7 separate regions of the Mus musculus genome follow, and regions 2, 3, 4, 5, 6 and 7 are each linked to region 1. A link is a contact called in public HiChIP or PLAC-seq and promoter capture Hi-C data. All regions are on one chromosome and are shown on one strand. Each heading gives the region's core, a stretch centred on a gene start, on an enhancer-like site or on the middle of the called end of the contact. The rest is flanking DNA. Distances are from core to core; before and after follow the strand shown.

Evidence for each region. Promoter capture Hi-C pulls out the DNA fragments that hold promoters and counts their contacts. HiChIP or PLAC-seq counts read pairs in DNA pulled down with a chosen protein or histone mark.
Region 2: an H3K27ac HiChIP or PLAC-seq map of cardiomyocytes shows a contact between it and region 1, with 7 times the contacts expected there. The contact joins the promoter of Mos here to the promoter of Nsmaf in region 1. A contact is called at or near these places in 3 of 39 promoter capture datasets (cranial neural crest, liver and pre-B cells) and 3 of 115 datasets of contacts at active chromatin or transcription factors (astrocytes, cardiomyocytes and epiblast stem cells).
Region 3: a contact with region 1 is called in a promoter capture Hi-C map of liver, with 4 times the contacts expected there. The contact joins the enhancer-like site here to the promoter of Nsmaf in region 1. A contact is called at or near these places in 3 of 39 promoter capture datasets (hippocampal neurons and liver) and 2 of 115 datasets of contacts at active chromatin or transcription factors (astrocytes and forebrain).
Region 4: a contact with region 1 is called in a promoter capture Hi-C map of pre-B cells. The contact joins the promoter of Plag1 here to the promoter of Nsmaf in region 1. A contact is called at or near these places in 14 of 39 promoter capture datasets (the 3T3-L1 cell line, 3T3-L1-derived adipocytes, the C10 cell line and 10 more), 2 of 484 Hi-C or Micro-C datasets (the G1E-ER4 cell line and uterus), 4 of 115 datasets of contacts at active chromatin or transcription factors (astrocytes, embryonic forebrain, pro-B cells and 1 more) and 2 of 9 other capture datasets (adipose tissue and liver).
Region 5: a promoter capture Hi-C map of pre-B cells shows a contact between it and region 1, with 8 times the contacts expected there. The contact joins the enhancer-like site here to the promoter of Nsmaf in region 1. A contact is called at or near these places in 4 of 39 promoter capture datasets (the C10 cell line, liver and pre-B cells), 2 of 484 Hi-C or Micro-C datasets (CD4 T cells and pre-B cells) and 1 of 115 datasets of contacts at active chromatin or transcription factors (large pre-B cells).
Region 6: a promoter capture Hi-C map of hippocampal neurons shows a contact between it and region 1, with 4 times the contacts expected there. The contact joins the enhancer-like site here to the promoter of Nsmaf in region 1. A contact is called at or near these places in 3 of 39 promoter capture datasets (the C10 cell line, hippocampal neurons and pre-B cells) and 1 of 9 other capture datasets (embryonic stem cells).
Region 7: a contact with region 1 is called in a promoter capture Hi-C map of liver, with 3 times the contacts expected there. The contact joins the enhancer-like site here to the promoter of Nsmaf in region 1. A contact is called at or near these places in 3 of 39 promoter capture datasets (hippocampal neurons and liver) and 2 of 9 other capture datasets (embryonic stem cells and liver).

What each region holds. Positions count from the first base shown.
Region 1 is chr4:6,452,509-6,456,823 of GRCm38.p6, forward strand. It overlaps Nsmaf (neutral sphingomyelinase (N-SMase) activation associated factor), which reads right to left and starts at 1,763. Exons shown (of 31, transcript NM_010945.2): 1 at 1,477-1,763. The coding sequence starts at 1,535.
Region 2 is chr4:3,869,655-3,873,969 of GRCm38.p6, forward strand. Mos (Moloney sarcoma oncogene) reads right to left here and starts at 2,451. Exons shown (of 1, transcript NM_020021.3): 1 at 1,004-2,451. The coding sequence starts at 2,160. The coding sequence ends at 1,129.
Region 3 is chr4:9,026,296-9,030,610 of GRCm38.p6, forward strand. No RefSeq gene overlaps it. Among named protein-coding and RNA genes, the nearest start is that of Gm34428, 20 kb to the left of the region's middle. Within about 2 kb of position 2,451, at least 158 of the 459 cell types and tissues checked have an H3K27ac peak or open chromatin away from gene starts, as enhancers often do. A contact at or near this core is called in forebrain, hippocampal neurons and liver, where this site is marked.
Region 4 is chr4:3,935,927-3,940,241 of GRCm38.p6, forward strand. Plag1 (pleiomorphic adenoma gene 1) reads right to left here and starts at 2,479. Exons shown (of 6, transcript NM_019969.3): 1 at 2,288-2,479. Chchd7 (coiled-coil-helix-coiled-coil-helix domain containing 7) reads left to right here and starts at 2,962. Exons shown (of 5, transcript NM_181391.4): 1 at 2,962-3,205; 2 at 3,453-3,600.
Region 5 is chr4:8,925,258-8,929,572 of GRCm38.p6, forward strand. No RefSeq gene overlaps it. Among named protein-coding and RNA genes, the nearest start is that of Gm46842, 17 kb to the left of the region's middle. Within about 2 kb of position 2,479, at least 119 of the 459 cell types and tissues checked have an H3K27ac peak or open chromatin away from gene starts, as enhancers often do. A contact at or near this core is called in liver and pre-B cells, where this site is marked.
Region 6 is chr4:8,797,214-8,801,528 of GRCm38.p6, forward strand. Chd7 (chromodomain helicase DNA binding protein 7) reads left to right here. Exons shown (of 38, transcript NM_001277149.1): 4 at 4,111-4,252. Among named protein-coding and RNA genes, the nearest start is that of Gm46841, 82 kb to the left of the region's middle. Within about 2 kb of position 2,563, at least 183 of the 459 cell types and tissues checked have an H3K27ac peak or open chromatin away from gene starts, as enhancers often do. A contact at or near this core is called in hippocampal neurons, where this site is marked.
Region 7 is chr4:8,732,284-8,736,598 of GRCm38.p6, forward strand. The region is part of intron 1 of Chd7 (chromodomain helicase DNA binding protein 7); the gene reads left to right. Among named protein-coding and RNA genes, the nearest start is that of Gm46841, 17 kb to the left of the region's middle. Within about 2 kb of position 1,803, at least 17 of the 459 cell types and tissues checked have an H3K27ac peak or open chromatin away from gene starts, as enhancers often do. A contact at or near this core is called in liver, where this site is marked.

The sequences.
Region 1 (4,315 bases), core at 513-3,012:
ATGTGGAAAATGTACCGTATTCTAACTGCAGCTGAATCAGCAGTCAGAGACACAAGCTAACTTCAGTTTCTCTTTCTCTGGGTTCAGTGTTTGGTAGCTGTAGAAATCTAAACCCTCTGTGAGTACACCCAGCAGAGAGGCCCCTGGTTATCTCTGAAGCTAGCCTCAAGCTCTGGGAAAGAACTGTTCTCTGAGATAGCGAAACCCTGAGATAGCTGAAACCCGACACCTTTATAAACACGTTGCCCATTTGAAGCCAATGTTGCCAAAAGATAAGCCAAGAAACGCGTGGGCAGAAATGGTAGATCTGGGTCTCTGTAAGGTTGGTTTTCCAAAGTTAACTTTTAAAAGTTCCCCTTTTTAAAAATGGATTCTATGATTTATAAAGAATCTGCTTGGTTTACGTTCAAAATAAAAATTTGGGGTGATCAGGAAGTAGAAATCAGCTGCTGGTGCTGAGTGTAGGGAAGAGTTGATGCTGGCAGCTGATAAATGTTTGGGCTGGGAGCACTCCTACCTTGGAGTACTGTGAACATATGTACATAATATGTAAACAAACCAGCATTTGCTGGAAATAACCGGGGCAGCGAGTTCCTCTAACATTACAGAGCAGCGTAAGACGATTAAAATAAGTCAGAATCTACGACAAAACACCCCCTGTCCGATTTCGCTGTTTATCACAGGATTGTTACAAATGACTAAGTCCTAGAAACATGACAGGCCACGCGTTTAAAACATTTCAAATGTTAATCTGAATGCTCTTCAATGTAACACAGAGCACCAACAAGTCTTAACAAGTCGTCGGGTGCCAGACAAAGAAATTCCATTTAAATTCCGGAGGTGGAAAGGTAATTTCAGCGCGGACCACCCTGCCAGCCCACTACATCTTAGAGAGAGATGCGGGGCTTGGGGAAGAGGGCGGGTTGAGCAATAGCTACAGGTGAAGCCTCCGCAGAGCACCCAGAATAAAAGCTGCACCTGCATTTCCTGGCATAGCCTGCTTCGCTGGATCCACTCAGCAACAACGTGACCGTCGGATCCCGGCTCCCACAGACAAACCCGCATCTCAAAACAAACAAACAAAAATGTAGCCCGCGTTCCCGCTGGAACCACAGCTGGGTCACAAAACCAACCGCCCTGGGAGGGACCCACGGGGCGGAAGTGCGCTTTCCTGTGCGGGGACGGGATCTGAGGGAGGCCGGAGCTCTACCCACGTCCTCCCTGGGCCGCGGCTGACCGCGGCCGCCCCGCCGCACGCGCTTCCCCAACAGCCTCCCATGCAGGGCGCGGAGGGTCGGTGGGGAGACGCCGGCGTGGGACGGCGGGCGGGCGGGCGCGGGGACCGCCCTGCCTTCGCGTCCCCAGGCGCCCCCGCCAGCCGGGCCCACCCGCGCGCGGCTCTGCGGCCCCGGAGGCGGCCGCGGCCTGCAGGAGAGTCCCCGGCTGCCGCCCGGCCCGGCCTCCCGCCCCGCGCACCTCTCCTTGGAGTAGAGCTGCAGCTGCTGCTCGCGCTGCCTCTTCCGGGTGAACGCCATGGAGGCCCAGGGCTCGCAGGCCGCCGACTGTCCCGAGCAGTCCCGAGCGGCCGCACCGGGCGGGCAGGCGGGCGGGCGGCCGGGAGCCCCACGCTGCGCCCCAGGGCCCGCGGCGTCCGGACGGCGCTCACCGCAGCATCCTCGCGTGGGGACTCGGGCGACGCCGTGACTCAGGCCCGGAGGAGGGGCGCGCAGTGACCTGAGGCCGCGGGAGCCGCGTCCTACACTGCCCCGACTAACCTCTGCAGCGCTGCTGCGGCGAGGATACCTCCCACGTGAGCCTGAGACCTGCCCGGGAGCCCCCCAGTTCGTTGGCGGCGGGGATTTGAAATAACAAGGTTTTTGGATGTTTAGTCCCAAATTTCAGTCTTTGAAATAAATAATCGATGGGATTTTATTTTATTTTTTTCGCCCGTGTATGGTGTAGCGGTTCTTAGTAATATTCATATTTAGGTTGCAACTATTATCACAGTGATGGGATATTTTTACTATCTCAAAAAGAAACCTTTACCTTTTAGCAATCACTACTCCTAGGTGCATCTCCACAAACCTTTGCCCTAGAAAACAGTACTTAACTTTCTGTCTCTGTGAATTTGCCTAGCCTGGACATCTAGAATAAAAACATCCATACAATATGTGGTCTTTGTGTCTGATTTCTTTCATTTAGCACAATGCTTCCAAGGTTCGTCTGAGGTATAGCACAAGTCAACATTCTATTCCTTTTTATCACGGAAGTGTATTCCATTGTATCACACACTGCATTCCTGTTAATATATTCAACAGTTGCCAGGCACAGCAGTGTTCCCACCTTTTGGCTATAAGCATTCACGTACCCGTTTATGTGTGTAAATGCTTTCATTTCTGTTGAGTGAAGTCGAAATCAAAGGGTGGAGTTTCTAGACTGTTTTAATAAGTCCATCTGTGAACTCTGAAAGTCTGCTACTGTGCTTTCAAAGTATCCATTTAACTCCCACTAGCAGTAAAGAAAGGTTCTTACCTTCAACAATACTTACCTTTTATATTCTGTCCTGCCAACTATGACTCGTATTTCATTGGGGTTATGATTTCTCAATACCCTGAGAATACGCTGGATATTGCTTACCTTTAAGGGACTCTCAAATAACAAGCCTCTAAGTTGTGTGTGTTGAAACACTCCTAGTGTTGGCTTAAGAATCAAGTTCTGCAGGGTTGAAAAAAAAGCACAACAATGGCAACAATTAGCTGTCCTTCATCACTGGCAGCATGTGGGGGAAGATCGGAAGTCATAACTGAAGAGACCTGAGTACCCTATGTCAGTGAATCTCTTCCTTTTATCCGAGTGCTGCACAGACTCTGTAACTACCCTAATGGTCCTTGGGAACGAGCTTGTGTGCATGTGTGCACAATGACATAAGATTATGAGAATGGCTAAGATACCATCTGAAAATTTTCTGTGTGGCAAATAGTATAGTAGATGCTATGGACTCAAAGGAGAGAAATTAATTTGGCTGGAATAAAGTAATTAAAAAATAGACCAGAATCTAAGTTTTCTTTTCATTAAACATTGAGGAAAGATGTGGTCCTGGTAGTGGTGGAGAGTGACAGAGTCTCTCCTTGGCCAAATTCTATCCAGGTCCTGAGTTCTCTCAAGCTTTGATCTTAGCTTACAAAAACGGGGGACTTCCATCTCGTTCCCTCTCCATATTAAGAGCCTTAAAGCTCTGGCATCATTTCTAAGGGTTCCTCCGGATGGCCCTAAGCCCCTTTCAGTACCTGTTCAAAGCTGCCAAGAGATCTTGTTGCTGTCCTCAACTACTGTCTACATAGGCTGGAACTCGTGTGGGGCTGGGGAGATAGCTGCCAGCAAAGTATCTGCCACATGTGGGCGGGGATCTGAATATGCATCCGGGCATCCATGTGAGAAAAAAACAATTAAAATAATGAAGCATATCAGGTCCAGCCTGTAACCCCAACACACTGGGGAGTCTGAGGCAGTAACTAACTGGCTAGCATGGCTAGTGAGTGCTGGGTTCTGTGAGAAGCCCTGGCTTTGATGCCTGGTCTCCCAAGGGCACACAGCCCAGGAGCATACAGCTATGAATTCATTTCCACACCTATAACACACACACCACCAACAAAGCACTCCCAAGCTGCTTACATTTGCCAATCACTCCTCTGTTCCTTTGGTATGTTTATGCATCTCCTGCAGCTCAGAAGTATCTCTTTCAAGGTCCTGAAAGCCATTCTTTTGAAATGGGTGTGGGAAGACAGAATCTAACTTTTGTAATTGCTGCTAGCAGACAAGCTGCCTGACCAGCCTTTTGTAGTTTTCTGTTTTCCTAATTCTCCTGAGCCACTGAGCCCTTCCTGAGTTGTCCCTTCAGAGTATTTACTCCTCCACACATCAGAGCTCAGTTCAGCTCCCACACCTATTGTAACAGCGCACTTCTGATTATAAGTGGTCCTTCCTACTTTAGGTGTTTCTTGGACAAAAAGAAGGGAGAAATATTTTTCAAAGGGTCTTTCTTTAACATTAGCTCTGAAGAGAGAGATTTCTGCTATAATAGTTTGTTAGGGACAAGAATTTAAGAGAACTGAGAGCTGGCAGTCTCTCACTTTCCTGACACCTCTCTACCTCACTGGCCTCTCTTCTCTTGTGTTCTGTGTTCTGTGTGTGTGTGTGTGTGTGTGTGTGTGTGTGTGTATAAAAGATGTTCTGGTTTCTATCAAAGTTTCTTCCCAGCAATCAAGAATCTGAAATTATGCTTTCTTCTGTCATTCTCTTAGCCAATCTATCTTCT
Region 2 (4,315 bases), core at 1,201-3,700, 2.6 Mb before region 1:
CCCAGTGTAGAAGTGTTTTTGCAACTTTCCTGCTCATGACAACGTTCAAATGTAAGCTATTACAAGTCATTTAGAATTTTGTTGCTTGAAAACAATTCAATTTGTAAAATTTATGTGGAAGTGATTACAAATGGCCTTTCTTTATGGACTGGAAAGGAAAGCAACCCTTTTCATTTTTGTTTGTTCTGCTTTTTCTAGACAAGGATTCTCTGTGTAGCCCTGGCTATACAGTAGTAGCCTGTAGTCTTGGAACTCATTTGTAGACCAGGTTGGCCTTAAATTCAGAGATCAGAGATCCAACTGCCTCTGCCTCCTATGTGCTGGGATTAAAGGTATGCTCCATCACTGCTGGTTAACAACTGTTCCTTTAAAAAGCATTGGTTTTGTTGTTTTGTTTCAGGGAAACTGCAGCTTGAGTTTAGGTATGTGTTAGGGGAGATTTGAAACATGAAAATTTACAGGGGGAAATGTGGCATTCTATAGTACCATTCGTTTTTGGAAAAATGTTCTTTACCAGTAACTAAGTTTTCAACCCCAGGACAAATGGCTGAAGTGCCTATTTAACACAACAAAGTGGACCTGGTGCCAGGTTCTCCCTGCATCCCTCAATCCCTATCAGTACAGGGTGGTCCTGGCTGGCATGCCCTTCTTCCCCAGCTGTCCTTCCCTGTATAATCCATTTAGTTACTTCTCCTCTTTTGGGCTGCTACACCTGATTCTCCTCTCTTCCTTCTCCCTTCCCCTCCTACCTCTTCTCACATGGCTCAGAGTCAGGTCCATGTCCTATGTCTCCCTTTTATTCACGATAAACTTTGTTCTTCATACCTAGGAGCAGGGATGTCCTCTCCTCCCACCATCACCCCCATTCTTTTTTTCATCCAGGAACAAACCTTACTACAGAAATGATACAGTAGGGCCAGGAACCCCAAAACGGCTTAGTTTACCAGCAGCGATGCCCATGAGATCTGTGGCCCCGTTATGCTTAGGAAAAGCACTTCAGGCTGAAGTTCGTGGTAACTTTATTTCCTAAAAATATGCCCTAGTGGTATGTTTTCTTCCACACCATCCTTACTTCTTTAAAAAAATAAACAGAGACAAAAAGCTTATCTCTACATCGGCTCGATGGAGTCAGCCTAGTGCCCCTCGGAAAGCCTTGAGGTCCCTTTGGAGCAGTTCTGCACCCGGCCTCTGCAGGGCGCGGGCCTCCCAGCAGCTCTGGATGATGTTCTGCAGTGTCTTTCCAGTCAGGGAGGCGGTGAACACCGCCCCTGCCAGTGAGGGGCGCAGATTGTAGGCAACCACTGCATACTGCACGTACTGAGGTTCGCCGGAGTAAGGCACCTCCCTGGTGGTCATCTGCCACAGGGTGATTCCAAAAGAGTAGATGTCAGCTTTGGGCGTGGCAATCTCTCCTTTCAGGATCTCCGGAGCTTGGTGCGTGTACGTGCCCCCTATGTGGTGAGGGGACGCCTGCCGGCACCGCAGATCCTGCAGCTTCTGGGAGCAGCCGAAGTCACTGATCTTACAAACGTCTTGCTCACTGATCAAAATGTTCGCTGGCTTCAGGTCCAAGTGCAAAATGCTTTGTGAGTGGAGAAAAAGCAGGCCGTTAACAACATCTAGGGAATACTTGAGGCACTTCCCCAAACTCAGTTGTTCTCTGCAGCTGAGAGGCTCCGGTGAGCGGGTGGCACCGTAGATGACTTGGTGTAGAGTCACGTTGCCCCCAAACTCCATGATTATGGTACCTAGGCTGTTGGAGTCTTCGGGCGTGCGCGTGCTGGCAGCCACAACCCGAACTATGTTGTCGTGGCGTAGTCTTGCAATGTTCAGTTCAGCCCAGAAACTCCGCTGGGATGCACGTAGGTCCTTGGTGCACTTGTTTACTTGCTTGATGGCCACAGGAACACCGTGGTAAGTGGCTTTATACACCGAGCCAAACCCTCCAGAGCCCAGCCTATGCATCAGACATACCTGTTCCCAGTCTATGGAGAACCAGGCCAGCCGGCGTGGCAGTCCGGGAGCCCGAGGAGGAGTGGTCCCCAGGAAGAGCTTCCCTGCCTTCCTCGGGGCCACCAAAGGAATGCTGCAGGACCGCGAGTCCACCGATGGCGACAGCTCACGAGGGAGGTAGCGACACAGGCTTAGAGGCGAAGGCATTACACCCTCAGATGGGACAGTCACATGAGACACTAGGGAGAAATGAGTAGGAACAGCCAGGGAAGTTTGGGAGCATGGCTGAAGATTGCTGCCTTCATCCCAGTTCCTTTCCCTTCTTCCTTGATTCTCAAAACCAGCCACATCTGTGCTATCACTACTCCACAAGGTGTTTCTTTTTTAAAAAATAAGTCAGGTGGGGTTGGGGGTGCAGATGAAGCCTGGCAGTCTCAGATGAAACGATTGCTCACAGCTAAAGTGAATCCTTAGCAACTTCTTCCCCCGTTAAACAGTACTGGCCTGCCCAAAAGTTCACGTCACCTTCCAACTAATTCTTCAATCACAATACAATGGAAGAAAAAAAAAATCAAGTACATTCTGATGATCATTAATCAGTCCTTCGACTGAAGAGAAAAAAAAAGTACAGTGAACTTGGTGCACACTTTTCAGGCTATAATGATTGTTAGTGCTAGTCTCCAGCTGCATTAAATCACTCCCAGCAGCTATTGGCTGCAAGAGTTGCAATACAAACAGCAGACATTTGTTGAACTACTTGCCAGGGTTATTAGATGCAACCTTTGTAAGAATTAACATCTGTAACTTTAATGTCTTTGATCCAAATACAATCACTTATAGAAGTCAGATCACATACCTTTTACGTTCATCAGAAGGGAGCATTCTGACACTGTATTTGATTTAAACAGCAAGTTAAGACTCTGTAACATAACAACACAGTGACCTCCCAATATCCCTTTCCAAGGCAAGTTAAGCCACCCCATGAGTGTGAGTTTGCTTCAAGACAGATTCTAGACTTCACAGAAAGCAAGTTCCTGGAATTTAATGCAGAGTTGGAGGAAGGAAGAAAGGAACAAAGGTGATTGTGATGACCACGGCTGTAAATATCAGCAAGCGTGGGAAAACAGAGGAAAAGTCAGGAGAAATAGACATGGCTCAGAATCACTGGTACCCATCTATAATATGGAAAAGCAGATGCTGAACACAAATTCAGGGTCTGGCCATCAAACCACACATTCCTCCTTTTTTGTTTTATAAAAATGCGCTCAGTTTTATGCTATATCTCTGGGAGAATGGGGAAGAGCCTTGCTCTGTTTATTCAAAAACGTTTCTCAAAGTGGCTAGGAGTTATTCCTCTTAGCTGCTTGGTAAGGTGTTTTATGCATACAGGTGATAAGTGATCACTTTTCATGTGACAGCTGTGTCCCTTTGACTTCAGAATCACAGGTTTTGAGAAGACAATAAAGGAGAGACATATAAACAACTCAAAGTTCACCAAACTCCAGGTTTCTACTTGATGGTATGATATGATTTAGTCTGCCATCTTGTACATAGTATATAATTGTTAGCACCTCAATGCTTTATGTAAGAAATTAGAATAATTAAAGTAAACATTTTTCGGGAATAAAAGTTGAGTAGCTTTGAACATATTAAGAGAACAAAATATTAAAAATGTAAGCCATGGAATATTTTAATAGAAGCCCCATTCTGTGCACGCATATCAAACCCAAATAAAAAAGGAAAATAGTAAGCAGGACAAAATTTAAAAGCACTGAAATTATACTGCAAATTTGCTCAGCAATCACAAAGATAAGATTATAGTTCAGGACTGTGAATTGTGGACTTCAGGAGCATAAGAGTAATAGGTTGCCTTAAACCTCTGGGTATCACACAAAATACATTACAATGTGATTTATTACTTTGTAATTTTTAATTTTAAGACAACCTCATAAATAATTCACTTCTAAAGTTGTCTAGTATTTATCCAAAATGCAAAGTATTGGTGAAAGTATGAGTCACTGTGTATGCACAAATCTGAGCTCATTCCACTCACCAGCCATCTACTCAAGGCTTTTAATGGTGTACCCACTGCTTTCTATGTGTTTCCTTTTGTGGGTATTTAAAACTGCAGACGGTTTACACCCTGGTAACCCCATCATAGGCTGTAAGCACTGATGAGTGGAAATGCATATGTTAAATGCTTTACCTAGCAAATGTCAGAGATGGTTATTAACCCGAATGACAGTGCTACAGAGGGGCAATCTGAGCAGAGAGGTCTGTTGAGTGCATAAGGATGCCATATCATTATAAAGTTAAAACATTGGAGTTTGGAGTCTTACTATGGAAACTGCCCTTACTCTGA
Region 3 (4,315 bases), core at 1,201-3,700, 2.6 Mb after region 1:
CAGCTGACTTGCAAAGAGTTAACCCTTTGAGGAACCGTCCTGTATGATTTGGCTACTGCTTTGGCTACGGCATGAGTGTGAGGACCTGTATTAGGCTAACAAGCTATATGGTTTGCTACCAGTTTTGACCAGTTTAGATATCACCGTTTTCCCAGAATACTATCAAAGTACCTGAGCAACCCAACTTCCTACTACCGGTTTCGAGATGAGATATTCACACAAAGAGGGGAATTCTGTTTTCCCAGAAGGGCTCTTGTCAGAACTCAGGTTCCAAAGAACCGTGGATTAGGCATGGAAGTTTCCGTGGACCACTTTTGGTTTGGGGGTTGGTGTGGCCGCAAATGCCAGGCTGTTTCCCAGCATCTCCCCCCACTACAAAGCCTAGTTTCTTCCCCTTGGGTTCCTAATGTACTTTTGTTATTTATATCTTTAATTGGGTGAGAGTACCCAGAATTGTAAAAAAAAAAAAAAATCTGAATAAGTAAATAAATTTAAAAATTAAAAAACTCCTAGTTGGTGATGTCTGACTTCCTGTGTTCATGTTGTTGCGCTCTTGTTGCTGTGGGTTTTTGTTTTGCTTCTCGAATGTTGTTGTTTTCCAGGAAAGCTGTCGTTTATCGTGAGAACAGGAGCAGCCATGTGTTGATTTTTCTGGATTCCTTTTGGCTACTGTCCCAGTGCTAATGAAGGCCCTTCCAAAGTGCTAACGAGCTGGTGCCAAAATCAGTTATGCCGAAAACAATGGAGAAGCGTAGTGTGCAGACAGCATGTATACCCCCATATGCACACACGTGTGCATGTGCTCGCGCGCGCACACACACAGATTTAAGATAATATATTCGTGTGCAACTTCCTGTTTGTGCAAATTAGACATAGCTGTTCGTGCAAATATGGCGTGCACGTTGGAACTTCACAAAGGAGAATGTGAGGGTTCCTTTAATGAAAAGACTTATATTTGGCTGCCGAAATCATTCCTTGCTCATAGGAGGAACAAAGTTTCTAGATTTTTCTGGGCACAAATTTTCTAGCTGGGAAGCTAGTTAAAATGTACATTCACGAACTTAAACAGTTTAAGGTGTAATATCAATGTGACTATAGATTTTATTTTCCTGAGAGGAAGATCCTGCTATAAGAACCACCAGGCACTGTTTAGTTTAGGTTTGGCCCCCCTGGATGATTTTAGTAAAGTCACCAGCATTGATCTTTGAGCCCTTTTAAGGTGTTATTTTGTCGCTGGGGCTCTCTCTGGCTTCCATGGCTTCTTCTTGCCTTCCTCTCAGTGTGTAATTACTCTCGCCTCAATTTGTTTACACAGCTTGGAGATGGGGACAGAGTTCTCTGGTGACCGTGCAACTGCAGCAATCACCGTAAAGAGAAGCATTTAGACGCTATAAAACCTAAACGCCCGGCATGCACCATTACATAGCAGTTACTGAAATTTAGCAAATTAAATTAAATAATTTAAATAACTTGATTTCAGGGATTTAAAAATTCATCTCTGTGGAATCCAGTAGTCAGTTTATTATTATTATTGTTGTTCATCAAGTACAATTTATGTTTTTTAATGAATCAAAATCCCTCTTCGGCCGCCCAGTCCACAGTAGCTCTCGGCACCCTCGATTGAGTCGGTATCTTCGTGCGCCATCTTCCGGCAGCGTCTAGTACCACGGCCGCGAGGTATCAGCCCAACCCTGGGCTGCGGAGTTGGGGGAGTCGCCGCGACTGCCAGGGTGGCCAAGTCTCAGTCTCTGCAAAGATTCACGGTTAGGACAATGCTCGAAGCTATTGAGTAAACTGCTCCCGTGGGCTTTGTTATTGTGGGTCACCCTGAAGCACGGGGACAGCCCGGAGAGACTCTGACTGTGGAGGCTGGAGGCTTGTTTTCTGTCAGTGGACGCCTGCTCTCATTCCCCATCAACGACTAGATGTGACTGACCTGCCATTTGTCCCACATCACCGGGAAGCCAGCCGTCCCTCCACAACCCACGGCTTTTCTCTGCTCCACCAGGGCTCCGTTCCAAGGGGCCGTTGCACGTTTAGACGCACAGCCCAGATAAAAACCTGTTTTAAATATTTTATTTCCCTTTCTGAAACAGTCAAAGCCATGTGTTGTTGGGATAATGGAGAGCTGCGCCTTGTTTTTAAGACTATTTTTACACTTATGTTCAATCTAACGATAGTTTAACAAGTAAACAACCATCAGATGATACTGATCGGGGTTGAAGGAGGGAAATCCTTTCCTAAGCAGCCCTTGGCGCCTTGGTTTGACTTATCTCGTTTCGGTTAAGTGCCACCTACGTCTTTCCCCACGTACCCTGGTTTGTAATCCAGTGCACCCACCCACGTACAATGGCTAATAATCCAGGCACCCAGGAAAGGAATCCTCTACCCTCTCGTTGGACCTCTTTCCTGGCTTCTAGGCAGAAGGCAGTGTGGGGAGCTGAGCGCCTGATTGCTTTCCCATTTAACAACTGGCTTGTCCCCTCCCCCACTACAACGCTTCAGCGGAGCAACAGATGGTGTTGGGGGCTTTTTTTTTTTCCCTGAGTTTAAGATGGTTCATTTTGTGCTTTCTCGGGAGAACGATGAAGATTAACTCCACTCCATCGTGAGCTCTTGCAAAAGAGCAAAAGAGAAGATGTGATATCTTCTAAAAAACTCCCACTTCATCTTGCCCCTGTGTGGCCAGTGCGTTCTTTGTCATCTTCAAGTGGAAGTCTCTTCTCTCTTCTTAAAATTAAATCCCTTTCCTCGTCATATCCCCCTGCTTTCTTCTTTCCTAGGCACACACTTTCCATGTCTGCACAGAAAAGAAATGTCAGGAAAAGTTGTCAGACAATTTATAATTCTGTACATGTTAAGTTACGGATCTCTGGAGATTTTGAAGGCTGTTTTATTCTTTCGAGCAAAAGACAAAACTCAGTATCGGCAACAGCAACAGGGCTGGAGAGGCTGCTTAGCAGGCAAAGGCACTTATGCCCAAGCCCAAGACCCTGCGCTTGATTCCAGAGTACCACATGGTGGAAAGAAAAAACAGACTCCCCAAAGCTGTTCTCTGACCTTCCACACCTGCACGGCAATACTCAAGCACTTCCCACACCCCCACACCACACCCCCACATCACCCCTACCCCCACACCACACCACACCCCCACATCACCCCCACCCCCACACCACACCCCCACATCACCCCCACCCCCACACCACACCACACCCCCACACCACACCCCCACACAAGAGAGGGCTTGACTCAGACTTACACATTAAATAAATAACATTTAATAGAGAACAGAAATCACACAAAGGGAAATATTTAAGAAAATCAGATTAAGGCTGAGTGTGGCGGCTTATGCCTATAAACCCAGATATTGGGAAGCTGAGGCAGGAGGTTGGCTATGAGTTTAAAGTCCACCTGAGCTATGGAATGAGACCCCTTCCTCTCTCAAGAAAGAAACAAACAAATAATACAATACAAACTGGCATGATAACACATGTCTGCAAGCAATCCTAGAATGTGGGAAGTTGGTTTTATAGTGAGTTCAGTATTCACCTGACCTACACCCTTAGGAAGAAAGCAATAATCAGACCGAGGGCTGATGGCATTCCTCTGTTGTATTACATTGAAGTAGCAACCGCAGACATAAAATGAAGAGATGGTACTAGGTAGTCTTGTTCCCAATAATACAATTATTTACTTACTTAAGAATTTTTGAGAGAGGCTCATAATATAGCCCCAAGCTGGTCTTTAACTCACCACCCTTTGGCCTTAGTCCTCAGTGCTAGTGTTAAAGGAATGTGTCATCGAGATCAGCCTCCATCCTTAAAGGTCTGAGCACCTTCCTCTAGCTGCACAATGATGTAAAAAGGCAAAACGAAACAAAAGGAAACAACACAAGAATCTGTTAGACATCAAGGCTGAACTGCTTTTCCTCCATCTGCTAACTGAAGGCCAGTCCTTCTCAGCTCCTGGTGTTGTATGTAGCCCATGTCATTTAGTGTCATTACAGTGTCATTAGAGTGGCCTTGGTTCCACACTTGCCTTGAGAGGCATGCTCCTGCCTCGCACTTGCTCAGCCCTTGGGCTAATCCGGAAGCCTCATCCTGACCCTGCGTTCCTCCACAGTCCCTCGGTGTCGTGAGCTGCTAGTTCTAATCTTATGCAGTCATTTATTTGAGTTCTTTTTCTCTACTTGAAAGAGGAGGCAAAGAAACCTAGGCATAAACGAGCCCTTTCAGACTCCCTGTTTGTCTGTCTCTTTATGGAGAAACTCAGGAACAAAGTGACTTTGTGCTTTCTGAAACCAGAACACCTTCAG
Region 4 (4,315 bases), core at 1,229-3,728, 2.5 Mb before region 1:
TGGTAAACACAAATCATTTCAGCGGAAAAGATACAAATCCATAGGTTTCAGGATATCCAAGCATTTTCATTTTCAAAGTGCAAAGTTATAACATATGCATAGGATGGACTATATATAATTTTGAAATATATATATAAACTTTTCCATGGTCTTCATGAGAGCCACTCCCGCCTCCCCAGAAATGTCTACTGTTTACAATGTTAAGGAGTCTCCACCACTTTGCCTGTAAGTTTCAACCAGAAGTCCTCAGTGTACCTGAAGCCAAACTGAGCATTAGGTATTTTACAAAATGGCTGTAAACCCCCATTATGGGCATACATGGCTCTTTGATCTCACTGCACAGAATTCATAAGTGTTCAATAATGCTATACCATTACACCACACACCTTCAACTTTTTCCATTTTTCCACAATTCTTTCCAAAATCAGCTTCCAGAGCAAAGCAATGTAACATGAAAAGTTTCTGGGAGGGCTTGTTACATAAAAGAACAGCGTGGATGAAAACTAAGCCACACACACATCCATCTTCTGCTGGGCTTGTTTATCCCTCCTCTCCCTCCATCACTCCTAAACGGGGGGTGCACTTGAGTAATGGAAAGAGAAGGCTCTTCCATCACCACACACTTCCAGCACCTCTGACTTTGGTCCTCTGTAAGTCTGCATAGGTGATGAAAACCCTAAGAAAAGAGAAGCTGTCCCTTTAAAATGCCCTGCTCTGTCCCAGATCCCACGTGGAACCAACATCAGCAGCACTTTCCCACTAACATCAATGTGATGCAAGAGGCACCATCCTTTTATATACATAAAACCAGAAAACTTCAGTCCAACATTCCTTAGTGAGGGCGAACAGGTGAAGCAAACGAGCCAGGAAGGGAGAAACCAAACAACTCCCCACCCCTCCCCAGAAGGTTCGCCAGTCTTGCCCTCCAGTCTCTCTGGGCAACAGCACCTTTCCACCCCTCCTCTGGAGAGCCCAGCTTAAAGAAAGGAGGGAGCCACTAACAAAACCCGAGGCATAAATGCGACGAAAATGCAATCTAAAGCCGGAAAGGTTTATTCTTCCAATCACACATATTAACTCTATTAAGAAAATGGCATCACTTTTTTTCCTACCCCAAAAAGCAACCTCCTCACAGATCATTAAAAGGGAGTTATAAAATAGCAAATATAGTGTTTATCTTATCTCAGATCAGTCCACATTACCAATAAGTTTAGTAGTTTCTGCACTACCACCTCCCCCTCCCTCCCCCTGCTTCTCTTGCATTGGATTTTCACGTTTTCTCATTGTCGGTGGAGTTATAAAAGGCTTTTGCCCTTCGAAAGTTTTAAAAAATAAATAAATATTAACTCCTTGGTCCCTGCAAAGTCCAAATGGACTTCAGGGGAAAGGCGGTTCACACTTTTACCTTTGGCGAGAAAGGGGGGCGCATCCCGGATTTTTAGGGATTTTTTGCGATTTTTTAACAATTTTTATTTGGTTATATGCCTGAGTTCTCCCTCCATTTTGGTTGTTTATGATACTGACAACAAGCTGTCCCTGCTCCGTCCCGATCTCCTGCTTTCATTTAGCACCCCCTCCCCCTACGCCCCCGTCGCCACCCGGCTGGGTCCGGCGCCCCGCGGACCCCGCACCCCGACTCGGCTCTCCCACCTGGGCAGGAGGGCAAAAACAAATGCATTTCTCCAGAAAAGAAAAACCTCTTCGGAAAAGGGGGCAAAGTTACCCCAAGTCACTCCCAGTACCCCCCAAATATTGCCGACCGCGGGTCTCCGCCAGGCCCTCTGGGAAGCGACCTTCCCCCGGGATGTTTTGGTGGAAAACGCGGAGAGTTTCCTCTCAAAACCGAATTTATATTAATTTTTCCCTTATTTTTCGGGTCTCTAATGTCTTCCGCTCTCTCTGCTGCCGCTGCCGCTGTCACAATATTCACAGCACCAGAGAGGAGGAGGAGGAGGAGGAGGAAAACTTTTCAAACTTTCCAGACCCTGAATAAAAGGGTTTTTTTTTTCCCACCGACCTCACCTTCGGGTCCCCAGTCGCGTCGCCCCCTGCCCTGTCAGCAGCGACCTCGGGAGTCCTTGCAGCCCCGCCGCACGATTTTATTTGATTTTTTATTATTATTTTTCTCTCTGGGGTCCTGAGCAGGGGCTGGGAGTAGCACAAACTTTTCCTCCTCCTGCCGCCGCCGCGGCTCCTCTGCCCCCTCGGCTAGTCCCATAATTTAAATAACCCTGATATTCCTCCCGCTAAACGCCTCCCCGCCGCCCCGGACCCCCGGAGAACTCACCGCGGAGCTTTAACATCCTCCCTCCGGCCCGTCCGCCGCCTTTACACCGCCCGCGGAATTTCTAATAATTTTTTTCTCATATTTCGGGCTGGACGCGGCGGGCCTGGAAATTGTTTCCTTACGCCTCTTTCCAGCAGCCATTGTAGTGTATGCGCTGCCCCTGCAGCTCAACTTGCAGCTGCCGCCGCCGCCGCCGCCGCCGCCGCAGCCGCCGACGTCGCGCCCACCGCCGCCTCCTACCCCCCCCCACCCCCCCCCCCGCCCGCTCGGCCGCCGCCCCCGCCCCCGCCCCGCGCCCGCCCGCCGGCCCGCCCTGGCCCCCGCCCGCCGAGGTGCCCGCCCTCCTCACGCTCCGCCCAGGGCCTGGCCAGTCCGAGCGGCCGCCGCCGGGTCCAGATGAGCTCATTGGTTGACGTGGCTGCCCATCAGGCCGAAGTGGTAAGAGCGATGCTGAAGGGCGGGGGGCGCGGTGGGGCGGGGAGAAGGCGGGGTCTCACGCCGTCCCACCCGCTCCTCCTGCTTGAGCCCTCCTCCCGCTGCCCGGGGGCGGAGCGAACTGAGCCCGCCCCAACCTCACAGAGTTCCGCGCGCCTGTCAATCTGGCAGCGGCGTGCGTGGATTGGACAAGCTGGAACGGGGGGCGCGGGGGCAGCACGTTGGGGTGCGCGCTACTTAAGGTCCTGCTGCGTGAGCCACTGACGTGTTTGGAACTGCAGCCGGCCCGGGTGCTGGCTGAGTGGTGGCCTGTGGTGAGTGGTCTCCGGCCCCTCCCTCCCTGGACAGCAGGCCCGGGACAGCACTGCGCCGAGGGCAGACCCTAGTTCGTGGCGCCAAACCCTCCGCGGCGCGGCATGCTCCTGCCGCTACTCACGCCACGCGATTCGTCCGGCCGGGGCAGCGGAAGGTGACCCCATGCAGGTCTGGGCACCCCGGATTGTGTCACTCCCCTCCTTGCCCTCCCCAGGTCCCCGCTCTACGCCGCCCCCTTCCTTCCCAGCCCCTTTTGTGGTGTTTACCTGTGCCCGCCCTCCACCGTCCGATTCTGCGGCGCGGCACCTCGGAAGGCGGTGCGGTCCGGGAGTTACATTCTTGGAGATTCGTCTCCGACCTCTCAGATCCCTGTGATGTGTACTTTGACATTTTGTCCCTGGTACTCTGTACCCAGGTTTATGGTGTGCTGTATTTCTGTTTCCGGATTTAACACTCACAGACCAGACTCTGAGAAGCCTGGGGGGCCTGGACTTGTTCAGTAACGTGCCCTTCCCCCACTGCGGATCAAAGCTGCGAAGAGTGGGAAATCAGGAACTTTTTTGGTAAGCAGTTTGCCCTTTAGAGTAGATTTTAGCACTATTTCTCAGATGTGCTGTAGGTTTGCAGTCTTCCCTCAGGCTGGTTTTCTTTCTGAATGTCATCTTGGAAGTAGTACAGTGTTGTAACAGTTGTTCACTCCTGCACCTTCAAAAAGTAAACAGATAAGGCCTCTTTAGCAGGGCACTCCATCTTGTCCTTCAGCCACACTCCTCCATGTAAATTGACATTTCCTCTTCCTTTTCTGTTAACACAGGAATTCATACGAAGGAGGTGACATTAGGAAAACCATGTTTATAGTGCATTTAGTATCCAGAATAAAAAGCAGTAAAACGGGAATAGCCTGAAGCAGCAAATTTGATGCCTGTTTTGTGTGGATACTTTTTAAAAGAATTTCTGGCTGATGATAATGAAACAACAGAATCTCATGATCAGGACGCAGTGTGAATTGTGTTCGTATCAGATTGTCGAGATTATTATATGCATGAACGATCAAGCGGAGCTCTGTGGGAGACATGAAGAGAAGACTGTAGATTTTCTTAGTTCTGGTATTCTCTCAGGAAGAGGCAGTCTTGTAAACTATCTTCCGAAGAGGAAAGGCTTCTAGAGATAGTTGGACTTTGTACTGAGTGCCCTTCCTGTCAAGACGCTTCTACTGGCTGGGTATTTTCAATGAAGTTCATGGCATAAATGATTATTTGGTGATTACTGAAAGTTAAA
Region 5 (4,315 bases), core at 1,229-3,728, 2.5 Mb after region 1:
GCCTGCCTCTGAGTACTGAGACCAAATAAAGGTGTGCATCATCACGCCCCACACATGTCAAGCGGCGTTGATTTTTACATTTTAAAATATTAATCTGAGTTTTACATACTGAGGAACGGTACTAGGAAAATATTCAAAAACTTTGTTTGGTAATTAAATAAATTTTCAAAATTGCCAAATTAATAATCAAATAATGCCAGAAAACCTTTTATGTATATCAAAGACACCACACTGAATAACAGCAGGGTCAAATCTGAGCCAAGGTGTGGCCGGCAACGTTTGGTGGGTTTTGTGTTTTGTGTTGGTGTTGTTGGGCACAGACATGTGCTGCACAGATATTGTAGTGCATGTTCAGAGCCACGTCTACAGTGAAGATGTGGCATCAGAGGGCACTGTCAGAAATGCCTCAGATTCCATACACGCTTGCCTTCAATTGATTTTCATTTATTATGTGCTCAGAAATCTTCTACTTTTGCCTAAGGGTCCACAACTCTGCATCCAGTTTATGCGATTGTACTGGCTGGTTTTGTGTCAACTTGACACAAGCTGGAGTTATCACAGAGAAAGGAGCCTCAGTTGAGGAAATGCCTCTGTGAGATCCAACTGTAAGACATTTTCTCAATTAGTGATCAAGGCGGGAGGGCCCAGCCCATTGTGAGTGGTGCTGTCCCTGGGTTGGGGGTCTTGGGTTCTATGAGAAAGCAGGCTGAGCAAGCCAGGAGAAGTTAGCCAGTAAGCAGCAGCAGCCCTCCATGGCCTCTGCATCAGCTCCTGCCTCCAGAATCCTGCCATGTTTGAGTTCCAGTCCTGACTTCCTTTGGTGATGAACAGCAGTGTAGAAGTGTAAGCTGAATAAACCCTTTCTTCCCCAACTTGCTCTTTGGTCATGGTGTTTTGTTGCAGCGAAAGAAAATCTAACTAAGCCAGTGACACTGTAAAGGCCAAAGTCCACAGTTCAAGATGCTGTAGTTTAAAGCATAGGAGAGGATGTGTCACATGCAGGCTATGTGCAAATACTACATCAGTTTATACAATAGGCATGGGCATCACAAGATGCTGAGGTCCTCAGGGGTTTCTGAGGATACTGATGGAGAAAATGTAGCCGTGAAGATGACATAGTCTAGTTTGCAAGGCAGTAAGGGACCTGTGTAAAGTGTAAAGTGCCCAAGTGAAAACCAAAGCACTGCAGAATTTGCGCTGCTATTTTTAGACTCTGCGACCAAGAAAGGCTTCTTAACTACAGGAGTTACACTGAGGAAAGTCTGGAGGCCAGGGAGAACATCTTTTGGGTGAAGGCATCAGTGATAGAACCTGATGGACCAGGCGAGAAGTTGCATGGAAAGGTGTACCCAAAGATAGATGCTTGCCTTCTAAAACAGCAGTTGTTACAATCTCTGAATTACTCTACCGCTCTAGTCTCAGATGGCTTTGATGTTTGGTTCTCCAGTCACCCACTTCCTTTCCTCAGCTCTAGTGTAGAGGCTAGGCGGGAGGGAAGCTTAGCTTTTTACTCTCTGGGGAAGCCTGATGAAGCGCGGTGGGTGGGGCTAGGTGACTGTTCCTAGCTCTGGGTTCTGCTGATCTCAGTAATAACGCACAGGAAGTGCTAATTCTAATGAAAGGAGGTGACAGTGGTCATGAGAGTCCCCAGGAGAAAGGGGACAAACCGAGGCAAAAGCTGAAACTAGGTTTTAACCACAGCAAAAAGTGCTGGTGTTCATTACAGTTGCTGACTTTAATGAACAGCAAGCATGTGAGGTGCCATGCTCCTTAGTAGGCCAGAATCCCATGCGTTCAACAGGCAGTTGGCGCTATGGAGCCTGCCCTTGTTCTTACTGATTGATCATCGTTACTCCCCAGCCCTCCAAGCTGTCCTTGGTACTGGGCTGCAGTTGGCAGAGACTCCTTCTCCCAGTTTTGTCTGCAAGTGGCCATGCTCCTTGAGTTTCTACTTCCTTTTGAGGAGAATAAGGAAAAATGGATTTTTTTTTTAAACTTTCTCATCTCTTGGTGAGGGGCCTTGTGAGCCTTTCCTCTAATGTCCAACTGCTTGGCTTTCTGCGTTCTCTTTGTTGTTGTTTAAGACTGGCTCCACTGACATATAAGAACACCTGCCGCTTCCCCCAGGGCTGACAGGGGAAGCTGTTGTTCTAAATCCAAAGCAAACACTAGTGCCACTGGGCAGCTGGCCTCCCCAGGAGCACAGGTGAATGGGGGTGGGGGGAGGGGTGACAGTGGCTTACTTGTCCTGGAAAGGGGCCATTAGAGGTCTGATCCCCAGGGACTGGCTTCCTCTTACAGCTTCCCTGGAGCAGCTGTGGTGAGGAGGAAGGGTGCAGAATTGACTCCGTTTTGGAAGAGTGGAGAGGCTGTCATCTCGTCTTCTCTTTTCAGGAAGATCTCCAGGGGTGGGTGGGAGGCAGCAGTTCCACTCAGCCACGTGTCCCCAGCATGCTCACACAACATCTTAAGCGACCGGCTGGCCGGAAGGGAGACAGTGCTGAGGGAGAGGATGTGGTTATTCTTCAAAACCCTAGTTCTGTTAAAGGACTTTAAAAAATGGTTGCAAAACACATTCACATTACAGTTTAATACATTTATGCCCATTAAAACATGGTGATCATGAACATTGTGTGTGTGTGTGTGTGTGTGTTTCTGGGTATTACTAGATGCAAGAGGTGGAGTTACACACTACACTTCCATGGTCAGTGGTTGTCTAGTGAGGTTTACCAATAAAGCCACCCTATCTCCCTGTCCTGGCTTTATAGGGTTGTCATAACCAAGTGCCAGAGACACATTGAAGTTTATATCCTACAGTTCTGAAAGGCTGGGAATCCAAGGTCAGAGTGTTCATGGTTGCAGATGTCTGTCTTCTTGTGTCTTTCCATGACTTTTCCTTCTGTGTCTGTCCCATGCTCCTTTATAAACTTGCCAGAGATGGCAGATCATGGCCCACCCAAAATGACTCTATTAACATCACCTCTTTCAAAGGCCTTGCCTCCATATACACCCTCATTTTTGAATAATTGGAGTTAGGGCTTTAACATAGAAATGTGTATGTGGAAGGACAGCAGACCTCTGACTTGAGACCCTTATGCCTTAACCATCCATCAACGACGTGGCAGGTGTATGATGTGCCTGGCCACTTGATGGCTTTCCAGAATTAGTCTCATCCTGATTACTTCTTCAAGATGAGGAACACCCAACTATAAAACTAAAGCATGCAGCGCTGTGGAGTTAAGGTAACTACATTTGTTTCTCGGCATGGAAGGTGTAACGTAGTGGTGGAGTAATTTCCTGACATAAAATGACTAAAGGAAAAACACTTTCTGTTTCATGAGTTTTATTGTTGCGTGTTGTTCCATCACCCTTATCATTAAAAATTACAGGCACAGATGTTACTTTTAGTATAGACTCATCATAGTCTCCTCATGTTGGAGTAAGAAGCCCAGATCCAGGGCAGGGGCCGGCGCAAGCTGCCAAGACCTGCCCAGACCCAGCCAGAATCTACTTGCTCTACTGGGCAGGTGTAAGCCCTTGGGGTTGGGGGTTGGCCTGCTTCTTGGACTTATACAGATATGGAAAAGAGACTGTAGTTATTAAATGAGATGGCCTCTGATCACGAGTTGGGACTTTTTTACTTTTCTCAGAGAATACTTGCCTTTGTTTGTTTTTCTGATCAATCTTGAAACCAGTAGTGCCGACTCCACCTCCGCAACAGCCACCCACTGGCTCCCTTCACAGCTCCACCCACAACACCCACTCATGCAAACAAGAACAGAGAAGGCTCAGGGATTCTTCCTGATTCTGGCGAATATGCTGTAACCCCTTCTTTATAGAAAATAGCATAAATGGCCCCCTACAGCGCTGCTGGCTTCAACAGGAGGTGTGGGTGGGCTGGCTTTTCCTGGCTCGCCACTGGATCACCTCCACCCAGCTGCTCCAGAAAGCTCCTGACAAAGCTCACCCGGGAAGTGCTGCCCGGTCTGCAGGAATTGGCCGTCGCCACGCGTTTGCAGCATACACCGATCTGAATTTCGAGAGTCTGATGTGAACAGACATCATAAGTTGCATCGATGTCACCGAAGGCCAACTAGTGACTTCATTAGTCAACTGTTTCCTTATTGCAATTAAAATGAGGATGGCCAGATGTTTATTTAGGCTTAAGGAAGGATGCAGTATTGTTTGATAGGCGAGAGAGCTACTGAATGTGTTAAAGCAATTCCCCAGAGTTCTGAGATAGATGGTGTATTTCTCAATGACACCGTCTCCCTTGGCCATTCCTTACTGTCAAGATCCAACTTGCCATCTGCTC
Region 6 (4,315 bases), core at 1,313-3,812, 2.3 Mb after region 1:
TGTGATCACCCCCCCCCCCCCCTTCCCTGAGTCATCTTCCCAGCGCTGTCTCCTGGTTATGTAGTATATTTTTAGTTTTATACGCCTTTAATCCCAGGACTCTGGAGGCAGAGGTGGGCAGATCTCTTGAATTTGAGGCTAGCCTGGTCTACAGTCCAGGACAACCAGGACTACCTAGAAAAACCCTGTCTTGGAACTCTTCCCCCCCCCCCCCCCCACACACACACACACACATACACACAAAAGAACTTTGTACTTGCTATTAAATTGTTTAAATAGGAAAAGAAACATAAGCAGCCTATAAGCCCATCTTAAGCAGGCAGTAGGAATTCAGAGATAGTTCCTTTTAGCTCACAAGATCGTTGATGAAAGATACACAGTGCTTTGATTTTAATACAACCCAGTAATGTTGACATCCATTTTTTTAGTGTTTTAAGTATTTACATGTTGTGTGACACCTAAGTAGGAATTTGTAATCATACCTGATCTAGACTGCTGTGTCGTTCTGAAAATGATTCTTGGAACTCATTCCAAGATCTGTCAGCTAAGCCTTGCAGAGGAGCAGGTAGGCTTCAAGGGAGCAGAGGCCACATTGCATTTGCCTGCCGAGCATGGCTGTGAGGAGCAGAAAGAAGCGAATGTTGTGACTTGTATAGGTTGGAAGGAGTGGCACCCCAGTACTGAGATTTGCAGACATCACACACTGGGGATTTAATTTAAGGACTACTTCCTGAGATTTTAGTAACCTGCGGAGAGGAGATGGCATTGGTGATCTGGCTCCATCAGGATGCTGAGCAGAGTAAGAGCTAACAGTGGGGCCTGTGCGTGGCTAGCTTTCCTCGAGGTCCTGCTTTTAGACCAAGGTTCTGAGAAGGCATCGTTGCAACTGTTGGAAGTACACCAGAGCTCTGGATCTGCACCACGCAGCCTCCAGTGTCATAGTGCTGGCTTAGGGAGTGCCTAACAGTATTCTCATCCCTACAACCAGCGCAGATGTCCTGTTTGCATATTCCAGCTTTGAACACAGTTTGGAAGAAGAACGAGTATATGGCTGTGTTTGGAGTCTGGCAGTTTGAACCTTACAGATATAAACAGGATGGTAGGTGGACTCTGCTCTTTTCCCACTGGTCTCATGCTGGGGACCCTTGCCTTGGGGCGAGAGTGAAGTGACAGGCAGTGACTGTTGTCATTTAGGTTGGTATGGCAGGTGCTTGGCTGAAGCAGTGGTAGTGGCAGGGTGAACGTGCCGTGTGTTCTTTCAGCTAGTGACTAACGCTATCATCGGTGTTCCTTCTGTGAACGCTCTTTAAGTGAGCTGATACTCGAAGCTTGTGGATTTTCTCCATGTGTTCCGCCACTGAATTGGCACTGGTGGGTCTGGGTCTGGGTCGCAGAGAGAGAGCATGCACTGCACAGATGTGCTGCTTGTCTTCCAGGGGTGTGCAGAGAGTGACCATCTCTGTCCAACGCTGTCTCCTTTCTTGTCTTTTCTCATTCAAACCCACAGAAATACTGAGCGGTGCAGATCTTGCCCTCATGGGATAGATGAGGGAATGAAGGTGCAGGGAAACTAGATGTGATTTATCCAGAGTCCCAGTTGGAGCTGTGGCGGTTAGAGCTCAGGCTGACTCCTGTCTGGTGGAAACCAGCATTCTGTAGTACTTCAGGTAGAAGAAAAAAATTGACTTGTGTTTTACGTAGGTCAAAACAGTTTGAATATTACACTTCATAGGAGTCCAGATTGGCTTATTCCAAAATCATAATGATGTGATGTAAGTGATTGAATATTGTCCTGGTTTATAAAGTGTCTGGGTGGCCACTGAAGACCCCTTAGTCTTTTTCTGACTTCTTAGGGTGCTTGATTGTATACTGGTGGGTGGGAGAACCTAGCTGTGCCTCAGCAGGAATGTCGTGAGCTCTAATGAGTTTGCCTCTTGCAGTAATCAGAACTGAAAGTGCTTGCCTGGGCTGGGAGGTTTTTGTCTAAGCATTTGGAGAGGCCCTGCCTGTCTGACTTCCAGCCATCTTGGAGGTTCTGTACAGTGCATCCTTGGATGGAGCAGATGGAAAGTCATTAGTGTTTCTGTCCCCCAGCAAATAGATGTTTCCTCAAACCTGGCTCTGGGCACTAAGCAGACAGGCAGCCTTTGCTCCTGCAGGGTGCCGCTTGCACAGCCCGAAACCCCACAAACTTGAACTCCATCCTCCGCGCTGCTTGATCGAGGTCACCATGGAAAACATGCACCGCCGCTCAGTTTACCTGGCAGTGGTTCAGCTCTTTGACAGACCTACCTCTGATTTAAACAAATTCGAGAAATATGTAAAGTTTTGGAAGCAGTTTTGCACTGATTTTATAAAAGAAACCACAAAACACTGCAGCGCAGGTGTTGAGAGTGTTTGAAAGCTGATTGAGGGAAGCAGATGGCTTTAGTCAGTGGCATCCAGCCAAAAGAGCAGGTGCTGGTCACGTGACCGCTGGTTACCAGGGTAATCTGATTGCTCTTGGCGTGCAGATGAAAGGAAAGGGGCCCAGTGTTCAGCTGTAGTATTGTATAATTTGTGGCAGTTAGAGCGGAAATAAATGCTGGAAATGGAGCCTCATGGTAGGGGAGACTTCTGTCAGTGTGTAGTGTAAACACCAGGACACTCTCCTCAGGAACTGCTGCATGAATTTTTTAATTTAAAAAATATTCTGCTGTCTGTGGATTTCTCTGACTTAGTCACACCACCTCTTTTTATTTTTTAATTTTTTGTAAATAAAATCAATTTTTGAAATGTAACTGCTATTTGTGATCATCTTGAATTGTTTTCAGTTGTTTCCTGATGTAGCTGTTTGCTATGCTAAAATGCTCATGTATCAAAATAAGCTCTGAGTATGTAAAAAACAACAGGTTTAAGATGATCAAAAACATATTAGTGGAGAACGCTGCCCTAGGTGTGTGCCGGAAACGCTATTGACACACTTTGGAAGGGTTTAACGTGACACATCTGTACTTAGAATCATTAGCTGCTGCAGCCTCTTCCTAGTGGCTCAACAACATCTTTCTTAGGGCCTCTCTTGGTGAGCTTCTCTGGGACTTTATAACATTTAATAAATGTGGGGTTTTGAAATATGTATCTTTAGTTTTTCAAGCTACTTAGAGCTTGAGGCACCCTAGAAATAGTAAAAAAAACAAAACAAAACAGAAGGCTGGTATTCGGATCATACATTTTCTGTGTTGTATATATAACAAACAGTCATTTGATGGTAAGAAGTCTTGGGTGCAGAGTGTAGATGAAAGGGAACACTGAGTGTTTGCTCTAAAAGTACTGTGAGGAACGGTTTTGGGGGTGGGGATAACCCAAGAATTTTATTTTTCCTGTGTTTTGGTTTACCATTCAACTCCTGGTGTTTCTCAGGAACATGGAAAGCGAGCTTCAGTTATTGGTGAGAAACAAGCACACGCTTATAATTTCAAAGACTTAGCTTTTGGTAGAAATGCTAATTGTGGGGCTGGTGGTGGCCTCAGTGGTAGAGAGAGCTCTTGTCCAGCATGTCCAGTTGCTAGCACTGGAGGAAATGAAGGCCAAGTGTGGCTATCCCTCCAAAATGCTTAGCACCAAAAGGAAACTTACTCATAGACAAGAACACCGAATTAAATAAAATTATGTATTTCTAGGAAATTAATTTTTAGTAAAAATGTACCGGTCACCATTGGACTTAAAAAATGACTGTGTGAAACTCTGTGCCAGAGAAATAAGGGTATAGTCATTAGATGGTATTTTTCCCCCCTTTGGTTAAAAGAATTGGTCTTCACCCGACTTTTTAGCAAAGAGACATCCTAGGTTTTTTGTCACAGCTTTGTATGTCAGCAGGGGCTGGGGGTAGAATTCTGTGAAGTGTTCAAAGTTCTACATCCAGTTCTGTTTCAATGGGTGAGAAATTTGCTGAAGGTCATCAATTATAAGTTTTGTTGTCAAACCTTAATTAGGAGTACCATTTAATGAAAAGCGCCCAAGACCCATCGACCTGGCCTTTGCCACCACTCTTTATTAACAGAAAGAGAAGGTTTGGGGCATGTGGGAAACCACACCGAAGGTGTACGCTAAGTGATGTACTTTGAATTCTAGTAATAAGAAACCGGATTCAGAAGCAAGTGCTTTGAAGAAGAAGGTCAACAAAGGAAAAACAGAAGGTTCTGAAAATTCAGACTTGGACAAAACACCCCCACCGTCCCCCGCTCCTGAAGAGGACGAAGACCCAGGTGTCCAGGTAACACCATTATTCCCTTCGGGGCTCCAGCTGGGGAGTGGGGTAACTTTAGCCACATGTAAA
Region 7 (4,315 bases), core at 553-3,052, 2.3 Mb after region 1:
CATGTATGGGTGTTTTGCCTGCCTGCATGTATGTATGCATGCATGCATATATGTGTACCATGTTCATAGTACCATGTTCTGGCCTGTGCTGGTGAAGGCCAGAGGAGGGGCTGGGATCCTTTCAGACTAGAGTTATAGACAGTTGTGAATGGCAGTGCCAGTGCTTTCAAGCAAGCCTAGGTCCTCTGGAAGAGCAGCAATTACTCTTAACCACTGGGCCATTTTTCCAGCTCCTTCTGTGTGTGTGTGTGTGTGTGTGTGTGTGTGTGTGTGTGTGTGTGTGTGTATATTTAAATCCATTCTGGTTTGTAGAATCATCCATTGCTTGTTTGGAAAATACTAGTTCCCGTGAATTGTATAAACCATCCAAGCCCAGACATTTCATTATGCTGTATTTTAAAACCAGAAAAGTCTTTAAAAAGCTATTGGAAAACTGTCAGGTTCATGGCAGTAGATGCTGGTTTTCCAAAATTTTGATTTTTGCTTGAATGCTCAAATTTTATCATTGGCAAACAGAGCTGTCAATTGTTTTCCTTGAAGTGACAGATTATTTCGTTCGTTTCTGTAACGCCTGCCAAATACTTAAGTCTGCAGGCCCATAGTTTGTCAGTCACTTTCCTTCCAGTGACAATGGTGTACTCAGAAGAGAGGTTGCCCTCAGTCATGCGGTCTACTTCTCAGTCTGCTTTGAACCAAATGGCTTCTGACAGCCACTAGAAGGTTGCAAGTCTAGAGGCGGGCAGGTCTGGAGCACCCCTGGGTTACTCAAGGACGCGAGTGCGTTGCAGGTTAAAGAGAAAGTTCTCCGAGCACGGCAGACTTAACACTGCAGAAGTTATTAGAATGGATGCTGCTTCTGGGCAGCAGTGCTGCTGGAGACTGGCACTGCATCTGGTCTCTGCCAATGGGCAGAAGGTTGTCCGAATACCCCTTTGCTTGGTAGCCTGCTGCAAAGAGTGCCTTCCTGTGCACTCCTTTAAGATCGGATGGCCTCAAAATGTCAGCCTTTTTGCAATTGTGTGTAAATATGCTTGTTCAGTATGAGAAGCTCTGATTGCCAAAGTGTGAAAAGTGTGGCTATATGCTTTAGCAGCTCTGGGAAGTTACCTCAGTGTGTCCCTGTGGTAGCGAACTCTGATCCCTGTGTCAGGACTGGGCTCTTTTCGCGACTGATGGGTGACCTTGAACACAGCACTCTCCCACCTTGTCTTCATAAGGTCATGGATGGAGTTCTTCATCGTCCATGTTCTGTGTACAGGTTTGAGAGGCATTGGATCCCCTTCACAAGGGTGGTAATAGTGGTTCCCTGTGTGGGGGAGGATGCCTTGCCCCGCAGCTTCTTGTCCCTTCTGGGTAACTAGGCTCTGGCATTGCAAGGTATCATGTTTGATGTAGGGTTCTCTCTCTTTCCCCACCCACTTCTCCAGGGAGCATCTATCTCACTGGCCGCTATCTGTCTGTCCTCCCTCTCTCCCTCCCTCTCTCTCTCCCTCCCTCCCACTCTCTTTCTTTCAAGTCGGTGCTGAGGGTTGAATTCAGGTCCTCATCCTTGTGAGACAAACACTTTGTGGACTGAGTTACCTCCCTAGCCTGGTGTTTGATTCTTCAGGCACCATAAGAGTTCTCAGCCTGGGTAAAGACCCTTGCGTGTCTTAAGCCATCAGATCCTGTATGGATACCCTGTATGTTTATGGGACTAACTTGGGAGTGAACATTGTCAAACAAGTGGGGTAAGGCTGGCCCAGGACAGGGGAGAGAACAGCTAATATTTGCACACTGCCAGCTGTGTGCAAGGTGTTCTGTTAGTGGCACTGTGACATTGCATGAAGTCACTTCCAAGCAACTCTTTGGTAGAGGCCACAGAAGGCTGGCTGGGACACAGGGCAACTGCTGATTCATGTGGGCCAGAGCCTTGCATTGTGGTCTCCCTGGGTTCTAGGTGCTGCCCTCCCCCAGCCCCACCAGCTGTGATAAGCGCTGTTTCACTTCTCTGGATGACTATTTTAAGCTCCTCTAAAGTGTCGAAGAGATGTCACAATTGGACAACATTAATCTTTGAGAAGCACTGATTTCATAAATGAACTTTAACATTTGTAAACTTAACTTTTGGCAACAGTCAGTAAAAACCAAAGATGAGAAAATGCTGGTGTTAAATCATGGACCCGTGCTGGAAGGGCTTCATGGCTGTTTTAGCTCTGTCAAGTGATGGCAGCCATCTCAGCCTCCGCCTTGGGATGGATTCAGAAACAAAGGGTATGGTGTGCTGCTGTGATGATCTGGTACTGGAAGGCTCTCTATCTGCCTTTCAAGCTCAAGTTTTGGCCAGTTGTTTATTGAAAAGGACTATATTGTCTTTTAAATGTGTGTGTGTGTGTGTGTGTGTGTGTGTGTGTGTGTGTGTGTATGAATGTTTTGTCTGCATGTATGTATTTGCACCACACACACATGCCCAGTACCCATATACATCATTACAGGGCATCAGAGTTGTGAGCCACCATGTGGGTGCTGGGAACTGAGTCCTGGTCCTCTGTGAGATCAACAGCTCCCCTTCTGTGTCATTCCTCTATCACCAAGGACTGTAATCTCATGTTCCCTCAATGGGATGTTCACCCCCCCCACCCACCCCCCCAACCCCCCTCCCGCCGCCGCCGCCGCCAGTAAGTGCTGAGGATAAAAACTGGCAGGAGACACCCTACAGAGGCTCCGCAGCCAGCAGGCTGTGCTTCCCAGAACTGCTACCCTCCCCTCTCTAGGGAGGGAACTGTGGGTTCCTGTACCCACACCCCGAAATGTGACCTCAGAAGCAGGCTCTAGATTCTAGATGTGAGAAAACATCCTAATGGGAGACCCTGGGAGATAGGGATGCTAAGAAACCAGTTAGAATCTCCTATGACCGTAAGGTTGTAGATGATGATGTAAAAGGTGGCTTGGGGTTGGAATTCCCTGTTTTCTTGCTGAGAACTGTCTCTAGCAGCTGCACAGTCAGGGATTCTGAGAAACAGAGTGCCCCAAGGAAGACCATCAAGACAACCACATAGCGATTTAGTTCTATTTTATCTTTCTGAGTGTTCTTACGGGTAGGTAGGTGTCCAGATCGCCTCCACGGCATCCTCGGTGACATTTACCCTCTTTGTTTATTCAAAAAGGAAATCATGGAGCTCACATGTCTGTAAGGTTATTTTTAGCCAGTTTAGAAGTGGGTCAAATGCGTTTAGAATGTGGCTCTTGTTGGAACATTGCAAGGTATGGAGTAGGTGTGTTCTGGCTCCTGACTTCTCATCCGAACCAAGTGGCAGCACTTTGTGTTTCTGGTGATTGTGAAGAGAGAGGGCCATGGCTGGGAGCCCACAGGTGACTGTGGCCATACTTCCCTTTCTGTAGGTGCCTGGGGCACAGGGTCCCTCAGCTGCCTCATCATGGGGTCCTAAGGAAGTGCATCTGAGAAGTGAGTTTGCTTGACCCCTGCAGTACACACTATGTCTAGTAAAGTAGGTGCTGATGTACTTCTAGACAGGAAGGGCTAGTAACGTTAGAATGACTACTAGTAACAGTAATTTTAACCTACAGAAGCTTCAGGGATGCTTCAGAAGGTGGCTTAGCAGATAAAAAAAGAGTTCTTACTGCTTTTGCAGGGGAACTAAGCCCACGTGGCAGCTAATAGTTCCAAGGGCTTCAGCGCTCTCTCTGACTGCCATAGCCCCCCACCCCACCCCACACATAGTGTTTATAAATGTACATACATTTTCATAATACACCCCCATACAACACATCACAGACATTCACATACACATCACACATATACCATACACACATTGCACACACACACATACATATCATACACACACATACCATATACACATTATACATACCTTACACACACAGTATACATACATAAACATCATATATATATCATACACAAATCACACATCATACATATCACACACATCACACACACACCACACACATTATATATACATACATGCATACATACACATGTCATACATACAAACACACATTCAAATCATACACATCATACACACATAGCATAGATACACGATATACATATCATACACATATCATATACACATACCATACATATCATATACATATCACATACATCATACACACATGCATACACATCATACACATACCATACACACATACCATACATACCATATACATATCACATACATCATACACACAATCATACACATCATACACATATCATGCACACATACCATACACACCATATACATAACACATACATCATACACACATACCCTATACACCATATACATATCACATACATCATACA